Linked DNA regions of Mus musculus: region 2 is linked to region 1. The links are chromatin contacts, called in public promoter capture Hi-C maps. All regions are on one chromosome and are shown on one strand. Each heading gives the region's core, a stretch centred on a gene start, on an enhancer-like site or on the middle of the called end of the contact. The rest is flanking DNA. Distances are from core to core; before and after follow the strand shown.

Evidence for each region. Promoter capture Hi-C pulls out the DNA fragments that hold promoters and counts their contacts.
Region 2: a contact with region 1 is called in a promoter capture Hi-C map of the C10 cell line. The contact joins the promoter of Tmem70 here to the enhancer-like site in region 1. A contact is called at or near these places in 5 of 39 promoter capture datasets (the C10 cell line, the HPC-7 cell line, liver and 1 more) and 1 of 9 other capture datasets (pancreatic islet).

The regions. Positions count from the first base shown.
Region 1 is chr1:16,458,255-16,464,424 of GRCm38.p6, reverse strand. Stau2 (staufen double-stranded RNA binding protein 2) reads left to right here. Exons shown (of 14, transcript NM_025303.3): 4 at 1,231-1,390. Among named protein-coding and RNA genes, the nearest start is that of Stau2, 58 kb to the left of the region's middle. Within about 2 kb of position 2,409, at least 2 of the 459 cell types and tissues checked have an H3K27ac peak or open chromatin away from gene starts, as enhancers often do.
Region 2 is chr1:16,661,129-16,667,237 of GRCm38.p6, reverse strand. Tmem70 (transmembrane protein 70) reads right to left here and starts at 2,047. Exons shown (of 3, transcript NM_027415.2): 1 at 1,733-2,047. The coding sequence starts at 1,930. D030040B21Rik (RIKEN cDNA D030040B21 gene) reads right to left here. Exons shown (of 4, transcript NR_037998.1): 4 at 4,960-5,217. It also overlaps the pseudogene Gm7654.

The sequences.
Region 1 (6,170 bases), core at 1,160-3,659:
ACTCAGGCTGGGCTTGAATGGCAGCCCCTCATGCCTGTGTTTGCTTTCTGAGTACTGGACTTATAGGGGTATATAGTTCTCCTGCAGAAAGACAGAGTATTTAATTACTTGTATATTGCCATGATGGAATACCATGATCAAGATGAGTTTATTTTGGGCTTAAGAATCTAGAGAGAGGGGCTGGAGAGATGGCTTACTGGTTAAGAGCACTGACTGTTCTATAAGAGGTTCTGAGTTCAAGTCCCAGCAACCACATGATGGATCACAACCATCTGTAATGGGATCCAGTGCCCTCTTCTGGTGTGTCTGAAGACAGCTATAAAATAGTCATATAAATAAAATAAATCTTTGAAAAAAGAAAAGATTCCAGACAGAGAACAGTCCGTGATGGTGGGGTAGAGTTAGCAGGCTGCAGGCAGCTGAAGCTGCAGCTGAGAGCTCACATCTCAAACCACAGATAGAAGGTAGAGAGAGCCAATGCTTTAGAAACCTCAGAGCTGTCTCCAGTGATGCATGTCTTCTAACATGACCACTTCTAATCCTTCTCATACAGTTCCACCAGCTGGGACCACATATTCAATATGTGTCCATGGACCCATTTTCTTTCAAACCAGCACAGTAGTTTTAGCAGCAGTAAGTTTAGGTTACCACATCTAAGTGAAGCAGGATGAAAGGATGGGCCCAGTACAGTGTTCTTCCAGGAAGATGAGGAAGATTTGAGAAATGTCCGTGGACTCAGCCTGAATAGACTTGTGTGCTGGGTAAGGGCACAGTGTGAGAACTGAGTAGTGCTCTAACACTGAATGTATGAAGGTGTAAGGGCCATGACTGCTTGACTTCTGTTAGTTTCTCTTATTTGTTGTATCTACAATTTTCCCAGGACTGTTTGAAGAACATTAGCAATGTAATTCTATTTTGGAAAAGAGTTTTGCCTTGGTCTAGTCCATTTAAAATGTATTTAGAGCTGCTGCTATGTCTTTGAATAAGATCAGACAGTTTGGTATAATCTAAGATTCTTTCTTAGGTAGAATATGATTTGTTATTGTTGCAAATGATTTCTAATATACTTCTGGTACAATTTTGGTTCTATGGTGTGTGAGTTTTCTCAGACCACCAGTTTTTGTTCTATGGTGTTTGTGTGTGTGTGTGTGTGTGTGTGTGTGTGTGTTCTCAGACCACCAGGTTTGGTACCTGAAAAATTTTATGTTTTCTCTATCTGGTCTTTCCAAGATGTTTTCGGTGCAGCTGAGTCTTGGCGAGCAGACATGGGAATCCGAAGGGAGCAGTATAAAGAAGGCCCAACAAGCTGTTGCTAACAAAGCTTTGACTGAATCTACGCTTCCCAAACCAGTTCAGAAACCACCTAAAAGTAATGTCAATAATAACCCAGGTATGGCATTGGTTTGTTTCCTTCCTTGTGCTATGTGCTGATGTGTTACTCTTCTTTGTGTGTTGCATTTGTATAATAGGAGAGCACCAAGTTAATAGTACACACACACACACACACACACACACACACACACATACACACACATATACATACACACACATACACACATGTACACACACATACATACACACATACACACACATACACACACACACACACATACACACATACACACATACATATACACACACATACACATACACACACATAAACACACATACACACATACACACACACACACACACACACACACACACTGTAATTAAGATAACAGCAAAGAAGAGAATGATATTTGTTTTTAAAATTCACCTTAGTCGACACTGTAAAAATCTATCCCTTTGAATGTTGTCTAGAACACATGGGGATACAAATGCAGGAAATGCTTTTCTTCTAAAGTAAAGAAATCATTTCTCTTTTTTAAAAGCGTAATAAATATAATACATTTTAATAATTAAGTTCTTTTTTAGTGTAATGCAAAATTATAAAGCCATTTTATTAAATATTTTGCTTGTTGTATAAATATTGAAAACAGCTGATAATTTAGAACATTCATGTGAAGTTTATTAAGAACTCTCCAAATCTGTCCATGAACAAGATTCTTAAATACATGGCAGTACTAATTTTGAGTTCCTAAGAGCAGCTTTGAAAGCTGATTAATTGCATCACTACCAACAACATCACGTGTCCAGTTATCTTTCGGGAAGAGGCAAACCTGTGTTAGGCAGAGTGCACTAATTTATGATGTCAAGTTAATGAAGTTGGTCTGAGTTCGGTTTTAGCCATGTGTCTGTGAACACTCATTCATCTGTTAACATAGCAATACAAACTCTTATCTCAACACCAGTGCTAATGCAGCTTTAGGCCTCTTTCACAAGGAGGTGAGGACCACACCAGCTAAGGTGACTCTGCTCTGTTTGATTAGTCCCTCACTTGTCAGGAGGCTCAGGTCAGCAAGGCACTTCCTCCTTGACTATCCTGTGCTTGGTAAATAGTCTGTTCTTTCAAGGCTCTCTCCCAGACTTCAGGGTTTTCTGTAGTGACCCTTTCGCTATGTTTAACTTGTTTTGGCATTCACTGAGGAAGCTTGTGTAATCCACATGTTACTACAGTAGCTAAGAAGCCTAACCTGTTCAGTTTGAAGTGGGTAAAGATGACCTACTTTGGTGATTTGTAAAAACTTGTTATTGTGTATAATGTACCAGTATGTATTAATCACTGCTGTTACAAATGTAAGAGGCATTCAGCCTTTCTCTGTGAAGATCATACATTATTATACACAAATACATAATTTAATGATCGACAGTGCCAAGTGAACAATAGCAGCTGTTAATCTTTTTTTAATTAGATTCTTTATTTACATTTCAAATGTTATCCCCTTTCCTAATTTCCCCTCTGAAAATCCCCTATCCTCTCCTCACTTCTCCTGCTCCCCAACCCACCCACTCCTGCTTCCTGGACCTGGCATTTCCCTACACTGGGGAATAGAACCTTCACAGGACCAAGGGCCTCTCCTCCCATTGATAACTGACTAGGCCATCCTCTGCTACATATGCAGCTAGAGTTCCTCCATGTGTTTTCTTTGATTGGTGGTTTAGTCCCAAGGAGCTTTAGGGGCACTGGTTAGTGCATGTTGTTGTTCCTCCTAGGGGCCTGCAGACCCCTTCAGCTCCTTGGGTGCTTTCTCTAGCTCCTTCATTGGGGACCCTGTATTCCGACTAATGGATGACTGTGAGCATCCACTTCTTTGTTAGTCAGGCACTGGCAGAACCTCTCAGGAGACAGCTATATCAGGCTCCTGTCAGCAAGCTCTTGTTGGCATCCACAATAGTGTCTGGGTTTGGTGGTTGTTTATGGGATGGATCCCCAGGTGGGGCAGTTTCTGGATGGTCATTCCTTCAGTCTCTGCTCCACAGCTGTTAATCTTAAAAGTAATGATCAAATGGACTGAGGTAAGATGCAGACCTTGTATGGAGACTAGCCAGGTATAGGGAAAAGGAAAGAACATTGTAGACTGAAGGAATCCTATGATGATGACGGGTCCAGGAGTAAGAATCGGTCAGTGGGTTTGGTGAGAAGAGTTTGTGTGTGGTGATGAGTTTAGTTATTGTAGAAGATAAGAAAGCAAGGTGATCAGCTAGGCAGCCAGTGCCATACTTTTGAATAAAAAGTTTAAAAGCCTCCTGAGTATTGAATATTGCATGTGCTATCCTCCAAGGGTGTAGGGTGTAGGCCTTGGTGTAGAAGAGAAGGAGCTCTCTAAGGCTTCTAATGTAAAACAGGATGACTTGTGAGCTCAGCTCTGCCCTATGAATTACTGCAAGGACTACCTCAGGAAGACTCCAAGAAAGATAACAAAAGTCTCAAAGCCCAGTGGAGGTGCATTTCCACTGTGGGGGTTAGACTAAGTTGGAAATGGAAAAGAATATTTGGGACAAGCTTTTAAGTACATGCAGGCAAGTGCACACATTACTGTTGCCAAGCTGAATAGGCTCTTCTAAGAAACACTACTGTAGGGTCTGCCATTGCCTTAGGAGTTTTCCTTCTTTCTCTTCCAGTGGGTAAGCTGAAGGAAACAGTTCTGAGTCCGGCTCATGAAGTTATGATTGTTGGAATCACACATTACTCTGCTGATAACTTCTTTTTACATTGGTGTTTGTGAGATTCATCTGCATTGTTTTTAAAGTGATACTGCATTGTGTTTACAATGATAATGGCTGTATAGCATTCCATTGCATGAATAGACAGTAATTTGGTAGTATTGAATTGTTTGCAGATTGGACACTTGGAAATAATACTGCTGTAAACATTCTTGTATATACACCTTTCTGTTGGGAGTGAACCTAGGATCATCAGTACTGCTGGGTAATAGGTTTCCATGTACTAAGAATTAACACACACGGCCAAGCTGCCACTGGTGCACCCTAGTAGCAGTTAGGAGGGCTCTCTGTGGTCTTGTTTATCATTTGACTTTTTTAGCTTTTCATGACAGCGGTGTTAATACTTCATTGTGGTTTTCATTTGCATTTCCCTATGGATGATGAAGCTGCTGGTGAAGTGTGCTCGCTCGTCCATGGTGTCATTTGTCCACTGGTGTTAGAATGGTCTCTTTAAAAAGGGATGGTTGGGAGTTACATTGTTTAAAAAAATATGTTTTCTTTTTAATGACGGGGATTTTGTACATATTCTAGATTCACATAGTTTGTGAGATATGTATATTCCAGGATATTTTTCTGAAATATTACAGAATATCTTTCAAAAATTTTTTGTTTGTTGTTTATTGAGACTAAGACTGTGTATTTCTAGCTGTCTTGTAATTTGCCAAGTGCTACAGGCTGGCTTCAAACTCAGAGAGATCTGCCTGCCTCTACCTTTAATGCTGGTACTAAAGGTGTGTGCTACCATCCCTGACTTCTTTTGAAAAAAAAAATTATTTCTTTTTTTTATTAGATATTTTCTTCATTTACATTTCAAATGCTATCCCAAAAGTCCCCTATACCCTCCCCCGCCCTGCTCTCCAACCCACTCACTCCCACTTCTTGGCCCTGGCCTTCCCCTGTACTGGGGCATATGAAGTTTGCTAGACCAAGGGGCCTCTCTTCCCAATGATGGCCAACTAGGCCATCTTTTGCTACATATGTAGCTAGAGACACGAGTTCTGGGGGTACTGATTAGTTCATATTGTTGTTCCACCTATAGGGTTGCAGACCCCTTCAGCTCTTTGGGTACTTTCTCTAGCTCCTACATTGGGGGCCCTGTGTTCCATCCTATAGATGACTGTGAGCATCCACTTCTGTATTTGCCAGGCACTGGCAAAGCCTCACAGGAGACAGCTATATCAGGGTCCTTTCAGCAAAATCTTGCTGGCGTATGCAATAGTGTCTGTGTTTGGTGGCTGATTATGGGATGGACCCCTGGGTGGGGCAGTCTCTGGATGGTCCCTCCTTTCATATTAGCTCCAAACTTTGTCTCTGAAACTCCATCCATGGATATTTTATTCCCTATTCTAGGGAGGAATGAAGTATCCCATACTTGCTTGGTCTTGCTTCTTCTTGATTTTCTTGTGTTTTGCAAAATGTATCTTGGGTATTGTACTGGCTAGTTTTGTGTCAACTTGACACAGCTGGAGTTATCACAGAGAAAGGAGCTTCATTTGAGGAAATGCCTCCATGAGATCCAACTGTAAGGCATTTTCTCAGTTAGTGATCAAGGGGGAAAGGCCCCTTGTGGGTGGGACCATCTCAGGGCTGGTAGTCTTGGGTTCTATAAGAAAGCAGGCTGAGCAAGCCAGGTGAGGCAAGCCAGTAAAGAACATCCCTCCATGGCCTCTGCATCAGCTCCTGCTCCCTGACCTGCTTGAGTTCCAGTCCTGACTTCCTTTGGTGATGAACAGCAGCATGGAAGTGTAAGCCAAATAAACCCTTTCCTCCCCAACTTGCTTCTTGGTCATGATGTTTGTGCAGGAATAGAAACCCTGACTAAGACAGGTATTCTAGGTTTCTGGTCTAATATCCACTTATCAGTGAGTGCATATCAAGTGATTTCTTTTGTGATTGGGTTACCTCACTCAGGATGACATGCTTCAGATACATCCATTTGCCCAAGAATTTCATAAATTCATTGTTTTTAATACCTGAGTAGTACTCCATTGTGTAAATGTACTACATTTTGTGTACCTATTTCTCTGTTGAGGGACATCTGGGTTCTTTCCAGCTTCTGGCTA
Region 2 (6,109 bases), core at 798-3,297, 200 kb before region 1:
GTCGTGCTACACAGTGGTGGTGCATGCCCTTTGTCTCAGCACTTGGGAGACAGTGGCAGGCTGATCTGAGTTGAGGCCAACTTGGCCTCAAAAAAATCTTAAATAAGATTGAGATAGAAGACAGTCAATGATGACCTCCACATGTATGTACACAGATACTACATAGGCAAAAACATTTGTTTAAATTTGCTTTAATGTAATAATCTAAGAAAATACAGAGGGCATGACTGTACATGTCTTTGAGCCCAACATTCAGGAGGCAGAGGCACGTAAATCTCTGAGTTCAAGTCCAGTCAAAAAACAACAAAAAACAATCTTAGCAAAATACTGTAAATTGAGGGGTTTGTTTTGCTTTGTTTTGTTTGGTGGGTTCGTATGCACAGGCATGTCCAGAGATCAAACTCCCATCCTGAAGACAAAAGCCTCCACAGACTAGGCTTCTCCTACCACCCCTGTGGTTAGTACTTAGGAACTAGTTACATGAATAACTAGCATTTTTAAGGCTGTCTCCCTGAAAGCCTTGCATATACCTTGTACCCCATTTTGTTTTGAAGATCAAGTCCAGTCATCAATGTGGTCCATGTTGGCCTCCAACTGACCATGAAGCTCATGCTGATCCTCTGTCTGAGCCTCCAGAGCTAACACTGGGACTTTAAGTCTGTGCCACTACCATACCCTGGGCCTTCTATCTCTTAGCAAGAAAGCTTGCTTGAAAAACTGCTTGAAAGCTATATGAAACAGGAGTTTCCCAAGTATGTATAAATGAGCATCTAAAAATGAATTTCACATTGCTCACATTTAAAAATGTAAAAAGTATGCCTAATTTGTGTTGAAATTCAGTTAAGAGTCCAATATCTCGAGACCCTTGGCTATAGCACACACCTTTTATCTGTGAGTTTGAAGCCAGCACCAGCCTGGTCAACAGATCAGCCAGGGCTACACAGGGAAACCCACCCACAAGCAACTAACAACAAATAATTCAATTACCACTTTCAGCATTTCTTAAAAGTTTTTAAAATTCTTATATATTACAATGTAGCTTAATATACATAAAATTCTTGCCGAGCTACACCTTTAATCCCAGCACTCTGGAGGCAGTGGCAGGGGATATCTGAGTTCAAGGCCAGCTTGGTCTACAGAGCAAGTCCCAGGTTAGCCAAGACTACACATGAGAAACCCTGTCTCGAAAACCCACAAAATTCTTACATTTTATAGTATAGTTTAACATACTACGTACTTTGTTCAATAACATCCACACCCCACCTTTCACTCCGTAATCAAAGAAATTCCTAAAAACGGACAAGTAACACAACTTAGGAGGCTAGCTCCACGTGCTGCATCAATTTCTTAGCACTTAGCGCCCTTCTGACCTTTAGCTCTAGAGTAAGAAATAAGTCCCTGCGCAGCAGAGCAAATCTTTAATCCTAGAATGGGAAGTCAATAGGTAGGCGAGTCTCTGATTTCGAGGACAACCGGGTCTATATAGCGAATTCAGGACAGGTGAGTCTACAAAACTGGGACATCCTGTCTCTGAAAAACAACAAAAAGAACCATTTGTGGTGCTTTAATAGCCTTCGAAAGGAGAATCAATCCCTGGATTGACAGCAGCTGCGGACCCCGAGGTCGAGGCCTGCTCCTCCCAGGCCCGCACCGGGAGTGTCCCCTCAGCACTGGAGTTCCCAGACCCCATGCTGCGCCCGCTCCCCACCACCACAGCCTACGAACAGCCGACCTGCGCTCGCCCGGGTGGCCCGCAAGACTCGGCTAGCGCTAGATGCCCGCCGCTCCGGAGCCGCTCTGGCTCGGCTAGCGAGGCCGCACGCCAGAAAGCGATCCCGGAACCTCGGAGCGCGGCGGCCACACACCACGTCGTCCTCGTCCGGCCCGGCCATAGGCCCGCTGCCCACCGGCCGCCCAACCCCAACAGCATGCTGCGAGTTGGAGAAGGTGGCCGTCAGTTTCCAGCTGCGGCCAAGGACACCCAAAAGCGACTCCGCTCGACAGTGGCCCCCACAAGAGCGATGAGGCTCCGCCCCTTAAACGGAACACGCGGCCGGATTGGTGCGCGCGCGTGCGCAGAAAATGCGGCCGGCCTGCAACCTTCTCCACCTGGTGGGTTCCAGGCAGCAAATGACCCAAAACCCCAACTCCCTGCTTAAGATGATGGGCTTCAACCGAATTCCTAGTATTTGGTCGGCTTTTGACCGTGTGCAAGGACAGAGTGTGTAGGCATGTGAAAAAGACAGTGACCAGAAGCCTAGTTAAATACTTCGTTCTCATGAAAGTCACTTTATAGGTCCTAAAACTGGTTTGGGAAAATGATTTAGCTTCGCAGAAGTAATTGTAGCATATCAGCCCAAAAGGAATGTAGTTTAAGGTACTTAATGTTATAATGTTTAAATACTTTGTATGCTATGATATGATATTAACAAAATGAATGAATGATTTAGTCCCAGCACTTGGGAGACAGAGACAGGCGCATTTCTGAGTTCGAGGCCAGCCTGGTCTACAGAGTGAGTTCCAGGACAGCCAGGGCTACACAGAAAAACCCTGTCTCGGGGGAAAAAAAAAAAAAAAAAGATTTAATGATTTAACTTAATTCCACCACTGAGATAGGAGAAAATGGAATTTTTTCACATAATTTTCGATTTTGTTGACAGATTTTTTTTTTTCCCCATTAAAAACGTCGTATCCGAGCTGGGTGTGGTGGCGTACGCCTTTAATCCCAGCACTCGGGAGGCAGAGGCAGGCGGATTTCTGAGTTCGAGGCCAGCCTGGTCTACAGAGTGAGTTCCAGGACAGCCAGGGCTATACAGAGAAACCCTGTCTCGAAAAAAAACAAAAAAACAAAAACAAAAACCAAAGGAACAAACAAACAAAGCCCCCATCATGTCCAAGGTGGGGAGTGTATCTTGCCTAGCACGGACTGACATAGAAGAATCTACAGTGTTGCAAATCCAGAGCCAATTTATCATGGGCCATTTGCAGATCTCTTAGTAGCCTTAATGTATTGTCCTCCTGTGTACCTAACATCTTCACGACCTTCAGCTGGAACACACCGAGTTCAAGCTTTCATTTGGAATGCACAGGGTATTAGTTTTCCGAGTACTGTCAAATAGCACCTGAAGCCTAAAACAGGTTTCCCCACTTTTAAAAAACGTACCTAACCATCCCACTAATGTAGAAACCTGTCTTGACTGATGATTTTCTTTGTTCTGTTACTATAAAAAAGCTTCATGAAACTACTTCCATGTTGAAACATGGAACATGGGGACAGGGGGTGACATAAATCTGTGTTTCCAAGCCATGATCACTCATTTGGTTCTAGAATAAGTTCTCTTTTCTCTCCATTGAGGTGAGAGTTTTTTGAATCAACACTATACCTTTCTCCCAAAGGCAGATGATACTTAGTGCCTATTGCACAGGACTTAGACAGGAGTAGAGGGAGCACTGTAACGGCATAAATTTGGGAACTCATGGTGCAAATGTGTAATAGGACATGCATCTAAAAATACACGAGACTACCTCTAACTGGAATCTCTGTGTTCTAGGTCAGGTCAGACATTCAGGTCATAATGCCTGAAATAAATACCAACCATCTTGATGAAAAATCAGTTTACTTTGTAGCAAAGATGTGTATTCTTATTGATGAAAATGGCAATAAAATTGGAGCTGACACCAAGAAAAACTGTCACCTGAATGAATCCATCAACAAAGGATTATTACATCCACCGAGCATTTAGTGTCTTCTTGTTTAATAATGAAAATAAGCTCCTGTTACAGCAGAGATCAGATGCTAAAATTACCTTTCCAGGTTGTTTCACCAATAGTTGCTGTAGTCATCTATTAAGTGTCCAGGTGAGCTGGATGAAAACAATGCCATTGCTGTGAAGCGAGCAGCACAGAGGTGCTTAAAAGCAGAGTTGGGAATCCTCTTGGAAGAGGTTGATCTAAATGAAATCAGTTACCTAACAAGAATTTACTACAAGGTCCAATCTGATGGTATCTTGGGTGAATGTGAAATTGATTACATTTTGTTGCTGAGGAAGGATGTAACCTTGAATCCAGATCCCAATGAGATTAAAAGCTGTTGCTATGTATCAAAGGAGGAACTCAAAGAAATTATGAAGATTGCAGCCAGTGCTGAAATAAAGTTAATTCCGTGGTTTCAAATTATTGCAGACACTTTTCTCTTTAAATAGTGGGGTATCTTAAACCATTTGAGTCCACTTGTTGACTATGAGAAAAATACATAGAATGTGAATGTGTAAATGATTTGAAAGTTTTGCTTCTTAGTAAGAATGGTTTTGTTTTGCTTTAAATTGGACTCCCCAGTATAATACATAGGTGTTTTACAACCAGAATTTGTTTTGAGAAAAGAAAAAAAAACTGAACTAACTTATTTATAGTTTTGCACTATATATCCCACATATATGCACTGATGTTTGTAAAAGACATTTAAGAGAAGTTATTGTGAAATTATGCCATAAATAAAACTTAATTTAGCCCGTCCAAATACATGGCCATGACAAGATTAAATAAATAAGTAGAACTCCTTATTTTTTACATTTTGACAAACACTTTCAAAACACTTTGCTATTTGCCAAGTGTTTTTTATAGCATTAGATTTTTTACCATGGGTCAGAAAATTGAGCAGAAGACACTGCTTAATTGCTTTGAAACAGCACTAAGAGGTTAAATGGGCAAGGCTGGGGACACAGCTCAGTGGGCAGGGCTGGGGACACAGCTCAGTGGGCAGGGCTGGGGACACAGCTCAGTGATACCATGATTGCCTTGCAGGCATGATGTCATGGGTGGCTGAGTCCCTAACCCTAAAGATATTTGTAACACCAATAATAGCTTTATTCTTAAATTCTGAATAATGGATAAGTTTTTTTCTCATAAAAAATTTTAAACTTAATTTCTTGCTAACTCAGAACAGTTGATCACTGGGGATTTGACTATGTAGCAAGTATTTATTGAGAATTAAAAATAAATTATTTTTAAAAATAAGCTAAAAATACTGGTGATATAATATAATGGAGATAAACTGTTTTACATAATACTACATAGGTTTCCAAAGGTAAACTTGATGAATTTGTCCTCTAAATATCTTCAGATCAACTTCACAGTCAGATGCATCAGGAAAAATTTCTCATCTAGCACAGCAGCTCTATGACCCCTTCTCAGGACAAACAACCCTTTCAGAGGGGTCGCCTAAGACAAACAGAAAGCACAGATACTTACATGACAATTCATAACAGTAGAAAAATTACGTTTATGAAGTAGCAACAAAAATAAATTTATGGTTGGGGCACTGTATTAAATGGTTGCAGCATTGAAAGGTTGAGAACCAACCACTACTGTAGTAGGTAAAAAATGATACAGGTTAGAGGAACCCACTTCTCCTTGGTGTACTTTAGCAGAACTTAAGCATTATTGATATACTGTTAAATAATACAAAATACTGTAATCCTCTCCATGCTTATTTTTCCTCTAAATAAGGTGAGAGGATGGCATAAACTTCATTTTAGGACCAGGCCTAACTTTAAAAGGAAAGGAGGAAAGCCATCCTTTCCCAGAACTGACAATACTCACCCACCCCCGCACCAGCTCCAAGAAGAACAAGGCCACAGAATCCCCCATCTAAAGAGCAGCCTGGGAATACCCACAAGGATGGGGAGGTATTGTATCTCAGGATGGCCCATCTGTTCTGGGCAGCCTTATATGGTTTGGGTATTTCATTGTGTAGTTAAACATTCATGACACAAGAATGCAGTCTACTGACCACAAGCCAATCAGAAAACAACCCATGTAACATCACCCGGCTCTCACCAATGAAGTTTTAGATTACCTAACCCTAGCTAAAATCCCCCTAGTTTCCTACAAAAAGGCCTGCAGAACTTTGTCTGTCTTTACCATCTTTTTGTAAGTGGCTGACCCCTGCATGCAGGCTTCTTTCTTTCAAGAAATAAAAACACTCTTGCCAACTGCATATGTGGGTGGTGGTCTCCGTGCAGCGTTTTAGTACTTAACAGTAAGGTGTTTGTGGGCTCAGTTGATAACTCCTGGCAGATTCCCTAGCGCTGGATGCTTTGGACAAAGGCTT